Linked DNA regions of Sus scrofa: region 2 is linked to region 1. A link is a contact called in public HiChIP or PLAC-seq data. All regions are on one chromosome and are shown on one strand. Each heading gives the region's core, a stretch centred on a gene start, on an enhancer-like site or on the middle of the called end of the contact. The rest is flanking DNA. Distances are from core to core; before and after follow the strand shown.

What was found. HiChIP or PLAC-seq counts read pairs in DNA pulled down with a chosen protein or histone mark.
Region 2: an H3K27ac HiChIP or PLAC-seq map of alveolar macrophages shows a contact between it and region 1. The contact joins two enhancer-like sites. A contact is called at or near these places in 1 of 5 promoter capture datasets (liver), 1 of 47 Hi-C or Micro-C datasets (skeletal muscle) and 1 of 2 datasets of contacts at active chromatin or transcription factors (alveolar macrophages).

The regions. Positions count from the first base shown.
Region 1 is chr9:93,362,120-93,367,115 of Sscrofa11.1, reverse strand. No RefSeq gene overlaps it. Among named protein-coding and RNA genes, the nearest start is that of TMEM243, 29 kb to the left of the region's middle. Within about 2 kb of position 2,930, at least 7 of the 83 cell types and tissues checked have an H3K27ac peak or open chromatin away from gene starts, as enhancers often do. A contact at or near this core is called in alveolar macrophages, where this site is marked.
Region 2 is chr9:93,442,007-93,447,002 of Sscrofa11.1, reverse strand. DMTF1 (cyclin-D-binding Myb-like transcription factor 1) reads left to right here. Exons shown (of 17, transcript XM_021063471.1): 4 at 3,456-3,550. Among named protein-coding and RNA genes, the nearest start is that of DMTF1, 19 kb to the left of the region's middle. Within about 2 kb of position 2,117, at least 1 of the 83 cell types and tissues checked has an H3K27ac peak or open chromatin away from gene starts, as enhancers often do. A contact at or near this core is called in alveolar macrophages, where this site is marked.

The DNA of each region.
Region 1 (4,996 bases), core at 1,681-4,180:
GCAATGATCTGAGCTGGATCTTCGATCTATCTACCTAAGGAAATGAATGCCAGTTCCTTAACCCACTGAGCAAGGCCAGGGATGGAACCCAAGTCCTCATGGATGCTAGTCGGGTTTGTTAACCACTGAGTCATGATGGGAACTCCTAAGAGTTTCTTTTTTTTTTTTTTTCTCCCCAGTCTGAGTCTTATGTAGTTTCTGGAGAAGGAAAATTTTACCTTACAAGTGTGCTTCTTAAACAAGTGAGTTGGGTCTTCTGATTTTGGGGGTGGAAAGAAGGAAAAAGCAGAGATTAGAAAGGGCATTGGAAACAGTAAACACACAGGAACTGTGCTTATATACTTAAATATATGGAAGATATTATACATGTACTATGTTGAAGATACTTTAAATATGATTGTGAAAAGCATCTTAGTTATCACACTGCCTCATAATCCATTACTTCTCTAAGTTGGAACTGAAAACCTGGTACCTTTTCTGCTGTTTTTGTCAGGCTCAGATCTTGTACTTATTACAGAATTTTTGCCTTGGAAGCAAAATTGGAAGCAAAAGTTGGCTTTATTTAAAGTGGAAAATAGCAATTCACAAACACAGGTACTTCTAAACATAAAAAGAACATATAAATTTATATTTAAAAAGACAATTTCAGGAGTTCCCGTCGTGGCGCAGTGGTTAACGAATCCGACTAGGAACTATGAGGTTGCGGGTTTGGTTCCTGCCCTTGCTCAGTGGGTTAACGATCTGGCGTTGCCATGAGCTGTGGTGTAGGTTGCAGACGCGGCTCGGATCCCGAGTTGCTGTGGCTCTGGCGTAGGCCAGTGGCTACAGCTCCGATTAGACCCCTAGCCTGGGAACCTCCATATGCCGCGGGAGCGGCCCAAAGAAATAGCAAAAAGACCAAAAAAAAAAAAAAAAAGGCAATTTCAGAGCTATTCACAACAAATAGGGTTCTTCAACAGCCTCCTATTAGGTTTTTACAACTATATTGTGCCACACAGTTCAAAAAGTTCTGCTTTTAGCTCTTCATTCATGCTATCAATGTTAAGTGCAAGAAGAAACCCATACGATATCAGTTCCTTTTCCTCAAGTTTTAAACCAGAGAATGTGTCCTGAAATCCATTCTTCATGTTCACAATTTTGGGAATGCAGCATCACTCATTTCTGGAAACCAACTACAGGGTAAGAAAGTGGGACACATTATTATTTCTTGCCAAATGAGTGCATCAACATATACATTCATGCGACTATTGTTAATGCCCTGGCAGGAAATGTGTTTGCGTTCATGAGAATTTCACCCTCAAAGCTGTGGTTCATTCTGGTTGGTGAAGGGAGGTAGGGATTTTCTCTTGGATGACGTGAATAATTTCTTTCCTTTTAATCAGAAACAACAAAAATTACTTTGCATTTTCTTCTAAATTCCCTTTAAAAAGTTGTGTGGGATAGCTAACTATGCTGCACATCATCTAAGCACAGTATCCTGTTTCCTTACCCAGGAGTGGATGTCATTAGCAGTTTAAGCCTGGTAGCATGCAACGTTATGGCAAATGTCTTCTATGTCTTTTTAATATATTCAGTCATTGCCTCAGAAGAAATACAACTTCAATTTGCCTCACAAGTTTGTCTACCAGCTTCTGCTCCTTTTGATAAGAAAAAAAATTGTTTTTCAGTCAATGTTATTTTTTTTGGTTTTCCTTTTTTTTTTTTTTAATAGTTTTAGCTTTTTTTTTTTTTTTTTTTTTTTTTTTTTTTTTTTTTTGGTCTTTTTGCTATTTCTTGGGCCACTCCCGTGGCATATGGAGGTTCCCAGGCTAGGGGTCGAATTGGAGCTGTAGCCTCCGGCCTACGCCAGAGCCACAGCAACGCGGGATCCGAGCCGCATCTGCAACCTACACCACAGCTTGGCAGTGCAGGATCGTTAACCCACTGAGCAAGGGCAGGGACCGAACCCGCAACCTCATAGTTCCTAGTCGGATTCGTTAACCACTGCGCCATGACGGGAACTCTTTTTTTGCTTGTTAATAGCTGAGTTAAGAGTTCTTTTTCATCTTTACCATCAAAGCAGCATCACAATTGAATTCTTCACTGTTGGGCAACATATCTGAATACCTAAATAGGAATCTTTTTAAGTTTGTCTGGAAATGCTGTTGTAATCCTTATAATCTTTTAAATATAATGTCTCTTCTAGAATATAAAAAACTCCCAAGTAAAATGCCAGATGAATATCAGAGTACCAACTAAGGCATGTGAAACATTTTCAAATTTTAATCTCATGTTTTCACACAGATTTATTAAGAATACTTCTTAAATTGTGTACACATGAAGCAGTTTTTTTCCCAAGAGATAAAATAAGATTAATTATTATTTTGCTATGGTGAACCATTTTTGTTATGGTTTAGTTTTTCAGTAAAGCTATGGAGTTTTCATTACTGCTTCTGCCTATTAAGGACTGCCAATAAATGATGTGAATCCAGATAAGAGGAAAAGGATGTAGAACCAATCAAACTAAAAAGACTTAGTTGAATCCTTAATAAAGAAATTTAGCAATTTGAAAAAGATGAGAGAATAAAACCTATCAAATAAAATCAGGAGATAAAAGTAGAAGAGTAGGATAAAATCTTAATATGATTGAATCTGAAAGTGTAATAGGGAAGAACAAATCTGACTGTATATCAGATCTGTTTCTTTTACTTTAATCTTTGTGCTCTGCCGCCTGTGCTTAGTCATGCTGGCTCTGCACTTTTCCTAAAAGAATATTGCCTATAGCCTGAAATATGCAAGACAGCCTATTCTCAAGGCTCTGATCTTTAAGAGCCCAGTTATATAGAGATAAAAATTTGCAGAACCTCTTGTTGGAGGTTTAGAGGCATATCATGACCTGACCTACATGGACAGCTGCCAAGAACAAAGCTTTTCTACATCAAGACATCTGCCACAACTAACCACACCCATCCACCACCTTGCCTTTAAAAGGGCGTTGCTGAAATGCTTCCGGGAGCTCTAGGGCTTCTGGGGCAAGAGCCACCATCTCCTGGCATGGCGCTACAATAAACCTTTTTCTGCTCCAAACTCTGATGTTTTGTTATGCTTTGGCCTCTCTCTGTATCGGGCACACAAACTTGTTTTTGGTAACAGAAGATGTGGAGGGAGTCTGTGCTGTTGTGCATCATGTAACTAAGTCCCACGGGGTTGAGGGTTCCCCGTGTATCTTGTTGGACATATCAACTCTAAGAAAGGGTTTGGTATTACAGTTATAGCTCAGGCAAACCCAACCTGGTATCCCAATTACCGATCAACAAGTGAGGAAGACCAACTGACCTCTTGTCCTGCAGCTGTATTCAAACAAACCTAAAATGTAATCTAATGTAAAATGACATCTTAAAATGTAATGTTTAATTTTTAATTTTTTTTTTTTTTGTCTTTTTAGGGTGGCACCTACGCACATGGAGGTTCCCAGGCCAGGGGTTGAATCGGAGCTGTAGCCACCGGCTTACGCCACAGCCACAGCAACATAGGATCCAAGATGCATCTAAGACCTACACCACAGCTCACAGCAATCCTGGATCCTTAACCCAAGGCCATGGATTGAACCTGCATCCTTGTGGGATACTAGTAGATTTGTTTGTTTCCACTGAGCCCTGATGAGAACTCCCAAAATGTAATTTTTAAAAGTTGAAATGTATTTGACTTACAGTACTATATGTGTTGAGTGTACAACGTATGAATTTGATATTTTTATGGATTATACTCTATGCAAAATTAATATAAGATATTGGCTATATTCCCTGTGCCGTTCATTACATTCTTGTGACTTACTTATTTTATACCTACTGGTTTGTACCTCTTAATTCCCCTCACTCATTCTGCTCCTCCCCCATCCCTCTCCCCTCGGACAACCACTAATCTGTTCTCTGCATCTGTGAGTCTGTTTCTGTTTTGTTATATTTGTTCATTTTCTTAGTTAAAGTGTAATTTTTAAAATGTATTCTCAGCGTTAAATGAAACTGACTCTCTGACAAAACCAGATTTGACCCTGAAATTTGCATAACTGATGTCTAGAGATAGCAATGACTCTTGAAGATACAATATTCATATTGGGGGTGGAGTGGGGAAATGCTGCTTTTCAGACACAAACACATCAATCTTGTTCTTTTTCTTTTCTTTTCTTTTCTTTTCTTTTCTTTTCTTTCTTTCTTTCTTTCTTCCTTCCTTCCTTCCTTCCTTCCTTTCTTTCTTTCTTTCTTTCTTCCTTTCTTCCTTTCTTCCTTCCTTTCTTTCTCTTTCTCTTTCTCTTCCTTCCTTCCTTCCTTCCTTTCTTTCTTTCTTTCTTTCTTTCTTTCTTTCTTTCTTTCTTTCTCTCTCTCTCTCTCTCTCTCTCTTTCTTTCTTTCTTTCTTTCTTTCTTTTGGCTGTACTCATGGCATGAGGAAGTTCCCAGGCCAGGGATCAAACTCAAGCAACATCAGAGTTTGGAGCAGAAAAAGATTTATTGCAGGGCCATCCAGGAGATGGGTGGCTCTTGCCCCAAAAGCGCTGAAACTCCTGGATGGATTTCAGCAAAGCCCTTTTAAAGGCAAGGATAATGCCAGATCCTTGCCTTAACCACTAGGCCACCAGGGAACTCCAGTAACTTTTTTCTTAAAATACTGTTTTTATTTTAAATTTGGTGAACCAGTTCTTTTAAAATCTGACTCCTTTGCAAAAGTTTGCAAATAAAACTCCTTAATTTTTTTTTTCTCTGAGCCTCTCCTTTCACACAGGTAATTATTTCATAGCTCAAAACCTTCAATCTGGTAACCTGAGACCATTAGCAATGGTAACTCTGCTTTTAAACTTTGTACTCACAGAGATAAACCTTACATATCTTGTTATTTAAGGTGTTCATAAACCTGAATTGTTAGAGAATGTTAGCCCTGTGATTTTTTTTATCTGAAATGTGAAAATGATATTAGACTTTCTATTTTGATTTGGCATGTATAGAAGAACTTGATTAAGTTTGT
Region 2 (4,996 bases), core at 868-3,367, 81 kb before region 1:
CTATACTGAATGTTACATCCCCAGGATATAATAAAATAAAAATATTTAAATAAGCCAGAATTTTTTTTTTTTTTCTTTTAATGTCTTTTCTAAGGCCGCACCCATGGCATATGGAGGTTCCCAGGCTAGGGGTCTAATCAGAGCTGTGGCCTGTGCCACAGCCACAACAACTCGAGATACGAGCTGTGTCTGTGATCTACACCACAGCTCACGGCAACGCCAGATCCCTAACCCACTGAGCGAGGCCAGGGATCAAACCCGCAACCTCATGGTTCCTAGTTGGATTCGTTAACCACTGCGCCATGACAGGAACTCCCCAGAATTTTTTATTATGGTGATACAAATTATGACTGGTTAATAAATCAATTAACCAAATCAGGTTAAAGTAGAATGCCTTGAACATTATCATAGGTTTGAACTATACTTGATATTTTGTTCTGTTTTATAATGTTAGACTGAATCCTTCAAACCCTCATTCACTTCACTGGGTAAGACAGTGTCAATATGTGACATAAAAGCACATGAGCTACTTGATGTTGAGTCATAGCATCACCATGCAAGAAGGATATTCTGGAACCTCATTTACAGTAAGACTGAATTTATGAAAAGCAGCTAGAAGGTCCCTGGAGTTGTAAGAAGTATGCTGATAAAATCAACCTGGAAAAGTTTCTGCATTAAAAAAGTCACATAAAAGCATGAAGTCCTATATCCATCACCATTTGTGAATGATTAAATAGGCAAGTCCTTTATGCTAGACTTCATGGAGGTGAATATTAGTTTTAAAATTTAAATATTCAGGGTTTTTTTAATGTGCTTTATAAAACTGATAAAATTATCTATTTGAGCCTTAAAAGTTCTCTTAACTCTCATGTTAATCAATGTAGACCACTTACCATTTCTCTGTCATCTACAACCACATTTACTCCATTACTTGTTCATGGTTATAACTCTTGGTGATTATTCATTTAGATGATTGTTGCAGTTACTGAGCCTCTGATTCCTTTTGTTCTTCACACTCCCTCGTTTGTCACTCCCATCACCACTCTCACCATTACAAATTAACTGCAGTGCATTTGTAGTCTACTTCAGACTTTGTTTTCCTGCCACTAATTCCTATCTTTCTAGCTTACTTCCTCTAATGCTTTTGCAGTCCTTTGCCCCACTGGGACCCACTGACCTCACCACTTTTAGATTATTCTTTCTTTACTTGTATTCTTTTTTCCTCTTTACTGGGTTTCCATTTTCATGGTGAATCATTATCACTGTTTTGAATTTACCCTCAAACCTTTTTTTTTTTCCTCCCCTCACCTCATTGTTCTTTGATAAAACCACAACCCTAGTTCAGTCTCTCAGCCTATTTATGTCTGTACTCGTAACTAAAAGGGATTGGGGGAAAAGCACACAAGGATGCTGACTGGTATCACTTTAAATTTATGATCTTTAACTTGAAGCGGGCCCTCTATGTTGCCTACCAATCATACAATACTAATATGGTGTTCTTTCTCCCCCTCTGAGATGACTATTTCATACGTCCTGAAACCTCCTGTACTTGCTCCACCTTTTTCACTTTCAACTGATATCTGTGCTTCCTACTTTACTGAAAAAACTTAATTGACCAGAAAATAAATTCTGTTAGTTTCCACTACTACAAGTACATACTCTCATGTGTATATGTCCATATATTCTTTTTCCCAGCTGAGGCCAGCCCTTCAGTGTGCTAGACCCCCCCTCCCTTTTGCCCACTCAAGGATGTTGTAGGAATTCTTTCCTTTCTGTTCTGAATCGTCAGTTTTTCATTCGCTATGGATCATTCCTATCAGCGTTACATACATACTGTAATTTCTTTTTTAAAATAAAAAGTCCCACTTTAGGCTCCCATCCATTTTCTTTCCTTCCCTTTAGATCCAAGTAAAGAATTGCCTGTACTTGCCTCCATTTCTTCCCTTGTTCCTTAAACCCACTCCGGTCTTTCACCTCTCACTACACCAAAACTGTTCTGCCCAGGGCTCCTTTTTCTTGCTAAATCCAATGGTGATTTTTTGTCTTTGTCTTACTTGATCTGCCCACAATTTTACACAATTTTTATCACCCCCTTCTCCCTGAAACACTTTGTAACTTGGCTTCTGAGGAACACATTTCTCTAATTTTTTTACTTCTCTGTTCCTTCTTAGTCACTTAAGCTGACTTGTCCATGTCTCCCCGAACTCTAAATGTGGAGTGCCCCAGGACTCAGTTCTTACATTGCTTCTGTTTTTGTTTTTTTTTTTTACTCACTCTCTGGAATTCATGGTTTTAAATTCTGCCTCTGGTGATGACTCCCAGATTTATTCAAGTCCAGACTTCTCTTAAGAGTAGACGTTCAGTGAGTATCTGAACTAATATGTTTGAAACTGAGCTCTTGAAACTTCCTCAATTTTTAAACTTGCTTCTTCTAGTCTTCCCCATCTCATTAATGGCAGTTGCATTCTTTCAGTAGCTCAGATTAAAAAACAAACAAAAACTTTAATACCATTCTTGACTTTTCATTTTCTTTCATATTTGGTATATCCACAAACCCCGTTGGCTCTACCATCAAAATATATCCACAGTTTGAACCACCTCTCATCATCCTCAGTTGCCTTCACTCTAGTGCCAGCCACTGACCTCTTTTATCTAGATTATTTAATTTGCTTCTTCACTGATTTCTCTCCAGCCCATGCTGCCCTTCAGGCTCTTTTCCCCATAGCAGCCAGAATGATTGTTAAACTAAAAATCACTTGGTATCACTCCTCTACTCTGAATTTTCCAGTGGCCACCTCATCTGAAAGCCAAAGTCTACAGTATCCTTCGAGTCCCCATGCATTGTTTTGTTTGGGCTGCTCTGGCCACACTGTCCTCCTTGCTGTTCTATGAACAGTCTACATATGCTCTTATCTCAGAGCCTTTGCACTTGGCTTTCCATCTACTTGAAATGCTTTTCCTCAAGATAGAAACATGATTAGCTCCCCTCCTCGATTTGTTCCAAATCCTGGTTACATTTCCTGGCCTCCCATCTAAAATTTCCAACACTTCTCCACTCCCAACACATGTCCTTTCATGCTCTATTATTTTCTCCTTAATACTTTTCCAACATAATACTGTCTTCATTTTGTGTCTTCTCCTCTAGACTGTAAGTGCCATGATTTCATTTTGTGTCTTCTCCTCTAGACTGTAAGTGGCAGAATTTTGGTTATTTGCCTCATGTTGTCTTCCCATCATCCTGAGCAATACCTAGTATATATTAGGTACACAATAGTTATTTGTCAAGCAAATATATGGATGTGTATGTGTATATATACACACACATATTTATGGATATATTGGCAAGGAGCGTGTTAAGAAATTAGATAATCACATACATATTCCTTGGGTATTTTTCTAAAATAATTAGGACATGCCATTATTATTCTGGAATTGAACTGCTCTTTTTCTCCAAGTTTCAGAGAATGATCAGAGCTTTGAGGTGACCATGACTGCAACCACAGAGGTGGCAGATGATGAGATTACTGAGGGAACTGTGACACAGATCCAGGTACAGTAAGTCTTTTTACTGGCTGCCAGAAGAGTATCTTTTACACATACCTTAAGTGATAGAATGATGAGACTGTATTTTCTCTGACAGAGTAGCAACCACAAAGTGGAGGTAAGACTTACTCATTCATATTTCTAGTCTGCACATATCTGAGTCTCAAAATTTTGTAAGCGAAGATAGAATTTTAAAATTCATTCCCTGTAGAGTGGCTCATGTCTTTTGAAACAGATGATACACGTGCATTCTGTATCTACTTGAAGTGATCTTAATTTGAGCTGTTAAATGACTTTAAATTTTATCTCTCAGTTATATGAGATATTGAGTGAGATATAAAACTTTTTAAGTTTTACACAGCAGTTATCTATAGTGACTGACTTAGAAAAGCTCCATGTGTTCTCTGCTCTTATGTGAATGAAGGCTAGTCATTTCACATGGATTTTAATTATAACAGTTGTAGTTATGGTGATTCCTTTTGGTGCCTGTCTCATAAGTTATTTCTACCAAAAGTAATCAGAATTCTTTCCTCTCTTCAGTACTTACAGCTTCAATCTATTTTACTTGTCAGTTTATCTCTGGCTGATTGTCCTTTTCAGTAGCTTGTCCTTCTGCTTCATCTCTTCCTATACTAAAATATTTTAAAGTAGTAACCAGAGACATTGCACCATTATTTTATTTTTCTTACTGAAGCATCGCAATGACTACTCTTCAGCTAAAAAGTAAAATAGTTACAAGTTGATATGTAACATCAGGGACTAAGGACATCTCAGGTAGGTGCACTGTGAACCCCTTGCAGTGGGGAGCTTCACAGTGGTTCTAGAATGACGGATTTCCAGAAAAGCAAGTCTCTAATAGACTTCAAACAGCTTTGAGCCAGGCTAAAGAGCTCATAATCTGCCCTGCATTTTCAATGAGGATTTGGACAAATTTTTTCTAAACCCTCTGAAACAAGTGAGTAAATTCTTTCTTCAGAGTACGTCTTATCAGATTCACTTCAGATTCACAGACTATGTAGTCTCCCTTCCATTATGTTTTTTCACATTAAAAATAACTGTGTGGTTTGGTTTACAGCCTAGTTATTATGAGGTGGAACATAATGCAGTGTTCGTTAGGCAAGTTACAGGGTTGTTTTGTTTGGATTATTTCTGAAGAGCTAATGAGTTACAATTTAACATTAGCTTCTTGGTTTATTATGACTTTTTGTTTTGTTTTGTTTTTCACTTTTTAGGGCCATACCCACAGCACATGAAATTTCCCAAGCTAGGGGTCTGATTGGAACTACAGCTGCCAGCCTACACCATAGCCACAGCAATGCCAGATCTGAGTCATGTCTTCAACCTACACCACAGCTCATGGCAATGCTGGACCCTTAACCCACTGAGGAAGGCCGGGGATCAAACCCGTATCCTCATGGATACTAGTTGGATTCGTTTCTGCTGAGCCACAACA